Regions from separate parts of the Sus scrofa genome. Here region 1 is linked to region 2. A link is a contact called in public HiChIP or PLAC-seq data. All regions are on one chromosome and are shown on one strand. The core of a region is the stretch at or near the end of the contact, and the rest is flanking DNA. Distances in the headings are between cores, read along the strand shown. Region 1 overlaps CHD9 (chromodomain-helicase-DNA-binding protein 9). Region 2 overlaps CHD9 (chromodomain-helicase-DNA-binding protein 9).

What was found. HiChIP or PLAC-seq counts read pairs in DNA pulled down with a chosen protein or histone mark.
Region 1: an H3K27ac HiChIP or PLAC-seq map of alveolar macrophages shows a contact between it and region 2. The contact joins two enhancer-like sites. A contact is called at or near these places in 1 of 5 promoter capture datasets (liver), 7 of 47 Hi-C or Micro-C datasets (alveolar macrophages, blood, embryonic fibroblasts and 3 more) and 1 of 2 datasets of contacts at active chromatin or transcription factors (alveolar macrophages).

Annotation. Positions count from the first base shown.
Region 1 is chr6:32,025,727-32,030,749 of Sscrofa11.1, forward strand. All of the region lies in intron 1 of CHD9 (chromodomain-helicase-DNA-binding protein 9), which reads right to left. Among named protein-coding and RNA genes, the nearest start is that of CHD9, 44 kb to the right of the region's middle. Within about 2 kb of position 2,490, at least 1 of the 83 cell types and tissues checked has an H3K27ac peak or open chromatin away from gene starts, as enhancers often do. A contact at or near this core is called in alveolar macrophages, where this site is marked.
Region 2 is chr6:31,866,875-31,872,518 of Sscrofa11.1, forward strand. It overlaps CHD9 (chromodomain-helicase-DNA-binding protein 9), which reads right to left. Exons shown (of 40, transcript XM_021094174.1): 26 at 987-1,090; 27 at 364-481. Among named protein-coding and RNA genes, the nearest start is that of RBL2, 68 kb to the left of the region's middle. Within about 2 kb of position 3,202, at least 6 of the 83 cell types and tissues checked have an H3K27ac peak or open chromatin away from gene starts, as enhancers often do. A contact at or near this core is called in alveolar macrophages, where this site is marked.

The DNA.
Region 1 (5,023 bases), core at 1,240-3,739, 160 kb after region 2:
GAAGAAGGATGTGTTCAAATCCCACCCTCTTTCTTGCAGGAAACAGAGACCAAGTAGTGGTGGACTCAGAAACACTTGTCCATGTTTTTGGTTATGGCCACCTCTAAACTTAAGGCCTCATGCATAACTGGGACCTCTACTTTTTTTTTTCTTAAAGGGAAACAATGGTTATTGCTGTTTTTTTCTCAAGCTGTGCAATTAATAAACTGGTTCTTATCTTTCTTTTTCAAACTCACCATCAGAGTTGCAAACAAAAACTAGATTCATGCTGAAAGTCAACTGGTTTCCCCTCCAGTTACAAAAGCCAAATGACTGTAGTGAAATGGAACGAACCCAGGAGCAGAGGTAGAAACATCTGTATTACGGTCCAGGCTCTCCCATTTGCCAACTGAATGAATGATCAGCAGTTTTTCTGGCCTGTGAAATGAGTATCAAACATTGCTGCTGTCTGCCTCACATTTTGGTTATTTCTTATTGATAATGTTCACAAACATTCTCTGAAAATGTTGCAGTATGCAAATGAGAAGTACTGGTCTTCTGTCTTAGAGATGAACTTTTTTTTTTTCCGTCTCTTTAGGGCTGCACCTGCAGCATATGGAGGTTCCCAGGCTCGGAGTTGAACTGGAGCTGTAGCTGCTGGCCTACGCCACAGCCACAGCAACACAGGATCCAACCCACATCTGCAACTTACACCACAGCTCATGGCAATACCACCAGATCCTTAACCCACTGAGCAGGGCCAGGGATTAAATTAGCGTCCTCATGGATACTAGTCAGGTTCATTACCACTGAGCCACACTGGGAACTCCTTAAAGGTGAACTTTTAAGAAAAAAAATTCCGGTGACTACAGTTGTTAGAAATATTTACCTAGGACATACTATGTGCTCAGCAGCAACAATAACAACAAACTGTCCACTAGGGAAACTGAATCCATCAGATCAGAACAGCAGGTAGGTCACCCCAACAGGGAAAGTCGTTTCCTTTGCTACAGGAAAAACCCACCTGAGCCACATACAGAAATAACATGAAAAGTCCACTTATTCATCCCCAAAAGTCTGTTCCCACCCCCCAGATCTGAAGTTCTTTCATCTCCTGCTGAAGACATCCAGGTCATGAAGGGGACTATTTAAACGAGACCCTCTTACTTTATTATTATTTATTATTACTATTTTATTGCCCCTTACAAAATCAGGACAATAACCTTGCATAGCTAGGAGTTAACAAAACCTCCGTTCAGGAGTTTCAGGGGATAAGAGGATCTGCAAAGTTGAAAGCTGAAAGCAGTTTTGCAGTGATCCTAGGACAGCTTAGCACAAAAGAACTCCCGACTCCTAATTCTCAAGGTTAGAAGCCACATTAGAGGCTGTCTGGTTGCGAAGATGCTGGGACAGGTGTGGGTGAGGATCCTCTGTGATCCACGGAAGTCTTTAACCTCACCCAGATCGAGTTTCTTTCTTTATTAGTCAAAAAGAGATTAAAACAGAGGTTTACCCTTTGCAGTGTAAATAATCTAAAGCTTAGAGGGGATATACATAAAATCAGCACATACTAGGTTATCAATGAATTACAGCTAATTTTTTTTTGGAGGGGGAGGGTGGGCAGTGCCTGTGGTGTATGGAAGTTCCCAAGCCAGGGATCGAACCTGCACCACAGCAGTGACCTGAGCCACAGCGGTGACAATGCCAGATCCTTTACCTGCTAAGCCACTGGTGAACTCCAATTATAACTAATTTAAAAAAGCCAGTTGAGTGATTTTCAGATTTGTTCCAGTGGCAGAGCCCCAGGAAGCTGCAGATTACTGTGAAACGTTGATAGAATGTATGAAATCATATGACCCAGGACAAGCTTATTTAGTAGCAAATCGATTGTCTATGAGCAATATGGTATCACAACAAGAACCTATCTGTTCACCAAAACAAAGATTTTCTTAAATCCCGCCAAATAAGCTATGGAACTGGCGATGTGTCAGATTGTCCCCAACTATTTGTTGACTTGATTTCTTTATGCCGGAGATGGTTGCTGCCACCAAGTATAACCAGATAAGCACTGGTAGGCGAATGGAGAAAAGCTCTATCATTCCGATGAGCTGCAGGTCCTGTAGAGTTGGCAAACCTCACCTAATAACATCTTAGCGATACCGATAAGCTAATTGAAGGATTTTGAAACTCTTTTGAAGGTGGGGGAACTCTTTCTTTATAAAAAGTTTTTTTGTTTTTTTTTTTTTCCAGAAGCTCAAGATCTAAAACACAGAAAAGCAGAAGTTTCCGAGGGAAAAACAGAACAAAGGCTGAGTAGCCTTTTGTGAACTTTGGGATCCCCTGCCCTTCCCCACCCCTCAGAGCCATCTCTGAAGACTTTCTGGGCTTGGAAGGGGACATTCTGAAAATCAAAGAAGTCCAGCTCCTTATCCTACAGAAACGGATGTTAAACCACAAGGGGCTGAAGGGATCCACCCAAGGTGACGCGGTGAGTTTGTGAAAGAAGCAACACTAGGATCCAGGCCCAGGACATCTCTGTTCAGCATTTTCTCCCGCCCACGCCACCAGGATGACCAGAGGTTACCAGTTTTTCCAGGATAACTGGTTAACTACATGAGGCAGAATCTTGGCAAAGGGGTCAGCTCTCTAAAAGTGTGACCTTCTCAAACTGGCAGGTCGATCAGCTGTCCCTCCCCTGCCTACCTTTGCTATCGTGTTCCACAATGGACAAAAATTCTGTTTATATCAGAGCTCATAAACCAGCCTGCACAGTAGATTAACTATCTTGAATTGAGGGCCAGTGTTTAAAAATCAGAAGGTTTGGCCTAAAAATTTGGATTTCCACCTTCTGTTGAAAGATCAGAAATTCGGAGTTCCCGCTGTGGTGCAGCAGGTTAAGGATCCATTGTCTTGGCAGCTGTGGCATAGGTCAAAGCTGTGGCTCCGATTGAATCCCTGACCCAGGAACTTACATATGCTGTGGATGCAGCCAAAAAATGAAAAAAATTTAAAAAAAGAAAATAGGGAAATACTAGCAACATTGAACTCTTGTTCCGAACTGGTAACACTCCCTGGAGGTAAGAGGCAGGGACTCTCCAGTGCTTCTCAGTCCCCACCAGTCCCTACCTGCTAGTGTCAGTTCCCTGTAGACATCTGAGTATGATGCATGGTCTCAAGCTCCTGTCTACAGAAACATTTTGTGTGTGTGTGAATAATTGTACTTTTTAAAATTTTTTTAAATTGTTATTTCCCCAATACAATTTTTTTTTCTACTGTACAGCACGGTGACCCAGTTACACATACCTGTACACATTCTATTTTTGCACATTATCATGCTCCATTGTAAGTGACTAGACATAGTTCCCGGTGCTACAGAAGCAGAATCTCATTGTGAATCCATTCCAAAGGCAATAGTTTGCATCTATCAACCCCAAGCTCCCAAACCACCCCACTCTCTCCCTGTCCCCCTTGGCAACCACAAGTCTATTCTCCAAGTTCATGATTTTCTTTTCTGTGGAAAGGTTCATTTGTGCCTTATATTAGATTCCAGATATAAGTGATATCATATGGTATTTGTCTTTCTCTTCTTTTTTTTTTTTTTTGTTGTCTTTTTTTTGGCATTTCTTGGGCCGCTCCCTCAGCATATGGAGGTTCCCAGGCTAGGGATCCAATTGGAGCTGTAGCCGCCGGCCTACACCAGAGCCACAGCAATGCGAGATCCGAGCCGCGTCTGCAACCTACACCACAGCTCATGGCAACGCTGGATCCTTAATCCACTGAGCAAGGGCAGGGACCGAACCTGCAACCTCATGGTTCCTAGTGGGATTCGTTAACCACTGCGCCACAACGGGAACTCCGGTATTTGCCTTTCTCTTTCCGACTTGCTTCACTCAGTATGAGAGTCTCTAGTCCATCCATGTTGCTGCAAATGGCATTATTTCAGTCTTTTTATGGCTGAGTAGTCAGAAATATTTTTTGACAATTAAAATAATAGGACTAAAGGTACACCTAAGATACAGACGCAGGGGATAATCTCATTTCAAAAGATGAGGCGAATGTCATCATAAATGATGCTGCTTTCCTGCACTGATTAAGGAGGAGACTTTCAGAGTTTCCTGGCTCGTTTATTTATTTATTTATTTATTTTTATTTATTTATTTTTTTTTTTTGAGAGCTGTTAAATTAACAATAGACTAATAGGGCTGCAAGTCTCAGACTTGCTTTCCTGTGCATCCCCTTTTATATGACTACCTGCAGCACAACTCCAAACACTCCGAGCCTTTTGGGAGAGACCTTATTAAACCACATATCAGCCTGCTTCCTGCATTCCTAGGGAGCCTGCTTTAATGCTATGGTTGAGAGGAATTGGCTGAGAGCCCCAGGATCATTCCCAGGACTGGGCAACACAGGCGTGGGCAGAGCTGGCAAAATGAGAGCACTTCCCAAGGAACATTCAATGCTGCTCCCAGCAGTGACAATCCTGGCCTTCATGTCAAGTTCACGCTCCCTGCGCTTCCCGAAACTGTTACCGTCATGCATACCTCCCCTTGTTCGATCACCTCACTCTCCACCCTTGCTAAAACCTACAAAATATCAGAAGAACAAATTCATCCAAAGGTTTTAATACTTTTCAGCTGTCTAGTTTTCATTTTAGCATTTGAACCTACGTGTGTATTACTAATAACAGCATTTTAGGGATCATGATTCGAACATGTGGAGATAAAAAGGGCTTACCCTGAAATTATGCCACAAAGGGGGGGCTTTATTTACTTTGTACCTAAAGGGCCACCATGCCACCATTGTATCACCTCCCCTCCTCCATGACTTTCTTCAAATGCTACTCTCTCAGTGAGGTCTTTTTTCCTTTTTTTTTTTTTTTTTTGGATCTGATGCCTGGCCACATGGAGTTCCCAGGCTAGGGATCAGATTTGAGCTGAAGCTATAACCTAAGCTGCAGCTGCAGCAATGCTGGATCTTTAACCCACTGTGCCAGGGCACAGATTAAACCTGCACCCGGCCCTGCAGAGACACCACTGGTCCTGCT
Region 2 (5,644 bases), core at 1,952-4,451:
AAAATGGGGAGTTTCTTTGTGTCTCAGTGGGTTAAGAATTCAGTGTTGTCAATGCAGTAGCTCTGGTTACTACAGTAGTGTGGGTTCGATCTTTGGCTCAGGAACTTCCAGATGCCGTGGGTCTGGACAAAATATACATATATAATAATGTGAATAACATCAAAAAGAATGGGTGTGTGGAAAACCCAGTCTCTCCCTTTATCACACTCTGTTGGACAAATGAATTAGAGTGTCATTGGCTCTTTTGGATTGTAAACTCCAATTCTTTTGCTACTACATTATTGAAAGAAAAACATACTGACATAGGATATGTTGATGTTGATAGAGATATAGCAAGAATTCATGACTCTGAAATGCACGTACCCATCCATATAATCATTAGCTCTCTGTTCTGCAGCAACTGCTTTCTCATCAGGTTTCCCCACTCTTTCCAAGAAGCACAATGCTGGGTCTGCTCGGATAGTGTTATATTTTTCATAACCTGAAGGGATCACCAATTATGAAAGTCAAAAGGATAGAAAGAATTAAAATGTACAAATATAAGCAGTCCTCGTATTTGTGATGGATGATATTCCTAGACTAAAGGGACCATGTATTAAAGTGACATAGGTTACACACCTGTTTTCCAGAAATTATTACAAATATCACATGGTCAGACAATATGTGTATTTAAAAATCTAGATTAAATTTACCAGTTAAAATGAAAAAAAGGAAAAAGTGATCACACCAGCATATCTTATATAAAAACCCTTCCCAAGAGAGGACATTAATATGAGACTTGGGTCCAGGAGGGGCAGGTCACATATGCCACCCATTCATGAGGAAATTTAGTGACTGAAACAGTTTGAGAGTGTATGCCTCATATATAATGTATATAACAATACAGGTGTCATTGGAATAAAGCTATAAGTGGAAATCAATACATTGAAAAGGAGCTGAATTGTATTATATGTAGAAAGACTCTACCTACCTTACTTCTCACTTACCATGTTTAAAAACTCCAATAAGGAGTGACTTATCGGCATCAAAATCCCACCATTCAGCAGGAACTTCTGAGTGGTCTGGTTCTGGGACCCAAACATCAATGTCACTTAAAAAATAGAAAATTATGATATGATTTTATGAGTTACTATAAATAAATCCAAGAGAAGGCAAAATTTTACATAGCTTCTAAAAAGTCTTCTGGTATTCAAGAAAAATAGGATAACATTTTATTTCATTTAAAAAAAATTTTCCACAATTACCACCAATTATAATTACAAAATTGCACAGTAACAACGAAAACCATAAAATGAATTACTATTGTTATTATTATTTATTTTACAGCCACACCTCCAGCAAATGGAAGTTCCTGGACTAGGGGTCATATTGGACCTTTAGTTTCTGACCTACAACACAGCCACAGCAATGCCGGAGCCAAGCCACATCTGTGACCTACACCACGGTTGGTGGCAATGCTGGATCTTAACCCACTAGAGAGAGGCCAGAGATCGAACCTGCCTCCTACCAGAGACAAGGTCAGGTTCTTAGCCCGCTGAGCCACAACAGGAACTCATAAGAATTTTTTTTTTTTGTCTTTTTGCTATTTCTTTGGGCCGCTCCTGCAGCATATGGAGATTCCCAAGCTAGGGGTCGAATAGGAGCTGTAGCCACCGGCCTATGCCAGAGATTCTTAAGCACAACAGGAGAGCTAAGATGCAAAAGGTTTACTTTACTCTTAAGGAATGATACAGTCTTCACTGATTTCCTTCAGATATAGACAAAAGGTTCTATCAGAAATTTGTCTCATGTCAGCAAACAACTTGGCATGAATCATCTGGTTCAAATATTTCGTTTTGTGTACGAGGAGACCAAGGCCCTAAAAAAGTAAATGAACTACTCCAGGCTATAAAACAAGTCATGTCTCGTTTAGACCCCCATTGCTAGGAAAATCACACTGAAAATTAAGCATTGCTCACAGGTAAAGGAAAATGCAAGTTTCTGACTTGTAATTTGATGAAAATGCTCCACGTGCTATTTTTTGCTGTATATAATACCATGACACAAAATGATAATGTAATAAGGTATTAAAAATTAGAATGCTAAATCCATGATGCTTTGGTAATTTGGCTGCTTTCATTAGTATAAAAGAACATAGCACTTATAATTTTATACACACAATTTTCTTTTACTTTGCTTCTCACTTGAAATTCTTGTTTTCCCAGAAACATTCTGCAAGTAACACATATAACACCTCTAACAAGGAAAAGATGTCATGTACAGAAGGACTGAAATGTTCATTTCTTTACCAGTGATTCAAGCCATTGTCTCCTTTAGTTTAGCATAGAGCTAATAATGTTTGATAAGGATTAAAAAATAGGGATCATTAATTTTTATATAAATTCATATCATTCTTATATTGTATTCAACAGTCAAAGGAGAGGTAGAGATTCGATTGGGTAAATTACCTCAGGGAATCAAATATTCTACCTGAGAATTTCCCCATATCGTTCATGAATTATGGATTTTCAAAGACTCGGAGATTTAATTTTAAAAATTATATACATTACATCAAATGAAATTTCACTCCTTCACCTTGACACCATAAATTTCATAAATTAATTAACAAAGGCCTACAGATGTGAAGAAATGGGGAGTTTCCTACTTACAACTAATTTGTGTGGCAAAAGTTCATTTGTAAGTTGGTTGTCTTTGGGAATGCAAAATAAATTTTCATACAGATATAAACTGATAAATGGTCCTAGGCTAGTCCACAAACCCAGTACCTGCCCACTAATATAGTTACAATAAAAGACATCACAACAAAAATAGACTTAGATGTTTTATAAGTAAAATATAAAAAAATGGAAAAAAATTTATTTTTCATAATGTTCTGTCAGGAGACAAAAAGAAAATTTTCAGTACTTTAATTGTACACTTCACTATATTTTTAAAACAGAAGAGTCATAATCATATTTTTGCTTAGTGCAGCAAAAGAAAAGAGGAAGAGTGATTTTCCTGTGATATGGCAAAAGTTAAAAAATATATAAGGAAAAATATAGTTAAAAGATATTTATTTTTGACTGCATTCCTGGCTAGCACTAAACAAAGGAGAAACAGAGAAAGATAAAGGAAAGAGGAAAGAACACTAGAGATGGGCTCCCCAAGGAAGGGAAATAAAGAGGGTCAGATACTGTACTTCTGTTTTCCACCATCAGGTGGCACTCTAAGCACAAACCATAGCGACATCTGAGGTGGAAGGCTTTCTGGCTCCTAGAGAGTAAAAGGCTCAGTACATACCGCTTGGTTTAAATGTAAGCCCCATACTCAGTTAAGTGTCTGTTGACTGCTAAGGAAAAGGAAAGGAATACAATAAGGCGCAAATTTCTGTTGGTGATTTCTGTTTTTAGAGATTCAATTTATGTGTTATCTCTTACTTAAAGTCTTCTTTAAATTCCCCAGGCTGGATGACCCATTCAAAACAGATTTAAAATTATTCAGTAATTGCTAATAATGGCAATAGTAAGACAGACATACCCGTGCCCTTCTAAAGAGGCACTGGCAGTACTGTGTGATGAGTGCTGTGACAGGGTACTCTGAGTCTAACCCAGACTTGAGAGGACAGGGAGGCTGAGTTGATGTCAGCTAAGCAGTAAGAGAGGGAGAATGGTGGACATGGGGAAACACAATGTTCCAGCAAGAATGCAAAGGCCTAGAGACATTAAAGAAATGCACATCTTAAGTTTAGAAGAGAGATGTGGGCCAGAGACAGATGTGGAAATCATCAGTACAGAAATAAAAATCGACACTGCAGAAGTGAGAACACCCAAGAAGAGTTAAGTGACAAGAAATGAGGGCCTATGTGGAGACACTTAGGAGACAAGTACAAGAGAAGCCTGAAAATGAAAGGCAGCAAGCAGAAAGTGAAAAGGAAGATCTACAGGAGAATGGTGTTACAGCAGCATTCTAAGAAGAAGGAAGTAGTCAAGAAAGGTAAATAAGACAAACATGATATATCCATCAAATTTAGCAGGAAGGATGTGAGTGAAGAACTTCTTAAAGTAGGTGGTGGAGTGAGGGGGAAGGTGGGTAAAAGCTGGATGGCAGTGGAATGTATAGTGCATGTGAGAGGAGAAAAAGGAGATAGCAAAGACAGTTCTTTAAAAGTCTGGCTGTGGGGAGTTCCCGTCGTGGCGCAGTGGTTAATGAATCCGACTAGGAACCATGAGGTTGCGGGTTCGGTCCCTGCCCTTGCTCAGTGGGTTAACAATCCGGCATTGCCGTGAGCTGTGGTGTAGGTTGCAGACGAGGCTCGGATCCCGCGTTGTTGTGGCTCTGGCATAGGCCGGTGGCTACAGCTCCGATTCAACCCCTAGCCTGGGAACCTCCATATGCCGCGGGAGCGGCCCAAGAAATAGCAACAACAACAACAACAACAACAACAAAAAAAGACAAAAAAAAAAAAAAAAAAAAAAAAAAAAGTCTGGCTGTGAAATCAAGGACAATAATAACATGGTAGGTCCAAAAGTGGTGTGTGTGTGTGTGTGTGTGTGTGTGTGTGTGTGTGTGTGTGTGTGTTGAGGGAGATGTAAACATGTTAAAATCCAAATGAGAAGCCAGAGAGGAACAGGTTAATAAAAGAGGATAATCCCCAGATCACAGTTCCTGGGAAATCACAGGGGGATCAAATGCAGTCAGACCAAGGAAAAAGAACCAATTAGTCAACAAATACTACTCTGTGGTGTTACGACGTCTCAGATTCTAGGGGTTAGGAACACAGTATTCAATAAAACAGCACACGTCACCTTCGATCAGCTTAAATTGTAATGAGAGGAGAAAGACAATTTAAAAATAAATATAATTTTCAAAACTCACAAGGCATCATTAATGAGATAAAATACGGCTAAATAATAGTGAATGACTGGTGGGCTGCTTTAGCCAGGTGGCAGAGAAGGCCTATCTGAGGATGGAACGTAAGGCGAGATCCGTGAGATCTGAAGGGACAGTTCTGTGAAAGATCTGGGGGAAGAGCACAGAATGAGCCTGACCTGCTGGAGAAGCAGAAACGCCATGTAACTGGAGCATTGCGGGTGAGGGGCAAAGTGGAGGAAGAGGTCACAGGGCTATGCAGGACTGGACTTTATTCTAAGAGAAATGAATGAGGTGAGTCATTCAGCAGGGTTTGCTTGATTTTCTCTGGCAATGTTCGACTGCTTAAGCATAGGCAAGAAGTAAGGGGATATGTGAGTTTACAACAAATGGGGGTTGTGTCAGTATGTAAACACATGGAAAAGCAGGCAAAGAATTTTAGTGAGTTCAGGGCTAGTCTACAGAATGCAGGTTTATAATGAGGAAAGTGGGGCATGAAAGTGGTGATGGATGGTGAGTACATGGCAAGACCGGAGACACTGTGATAAAGGTAGAGAATCAGAGTGAAAGGCACCCAAGTTAAGTTGAGGAAGTAAGTGATGGTCAAAATCCAGATTGAAGAGATAATGCTGTTATTGGTGATGTAAAGATTAAGTATACGAATGTGTGGCTGTGGTGGAGAGAAAAAAAAGATAACTGAAGATAACAAAGAACTGAAACACCAGGGTGTTAGACAGATCACATGTGGACGGTCAGTCACTATACACATAAAACCTTTTACACTGCGGTAAGAGGG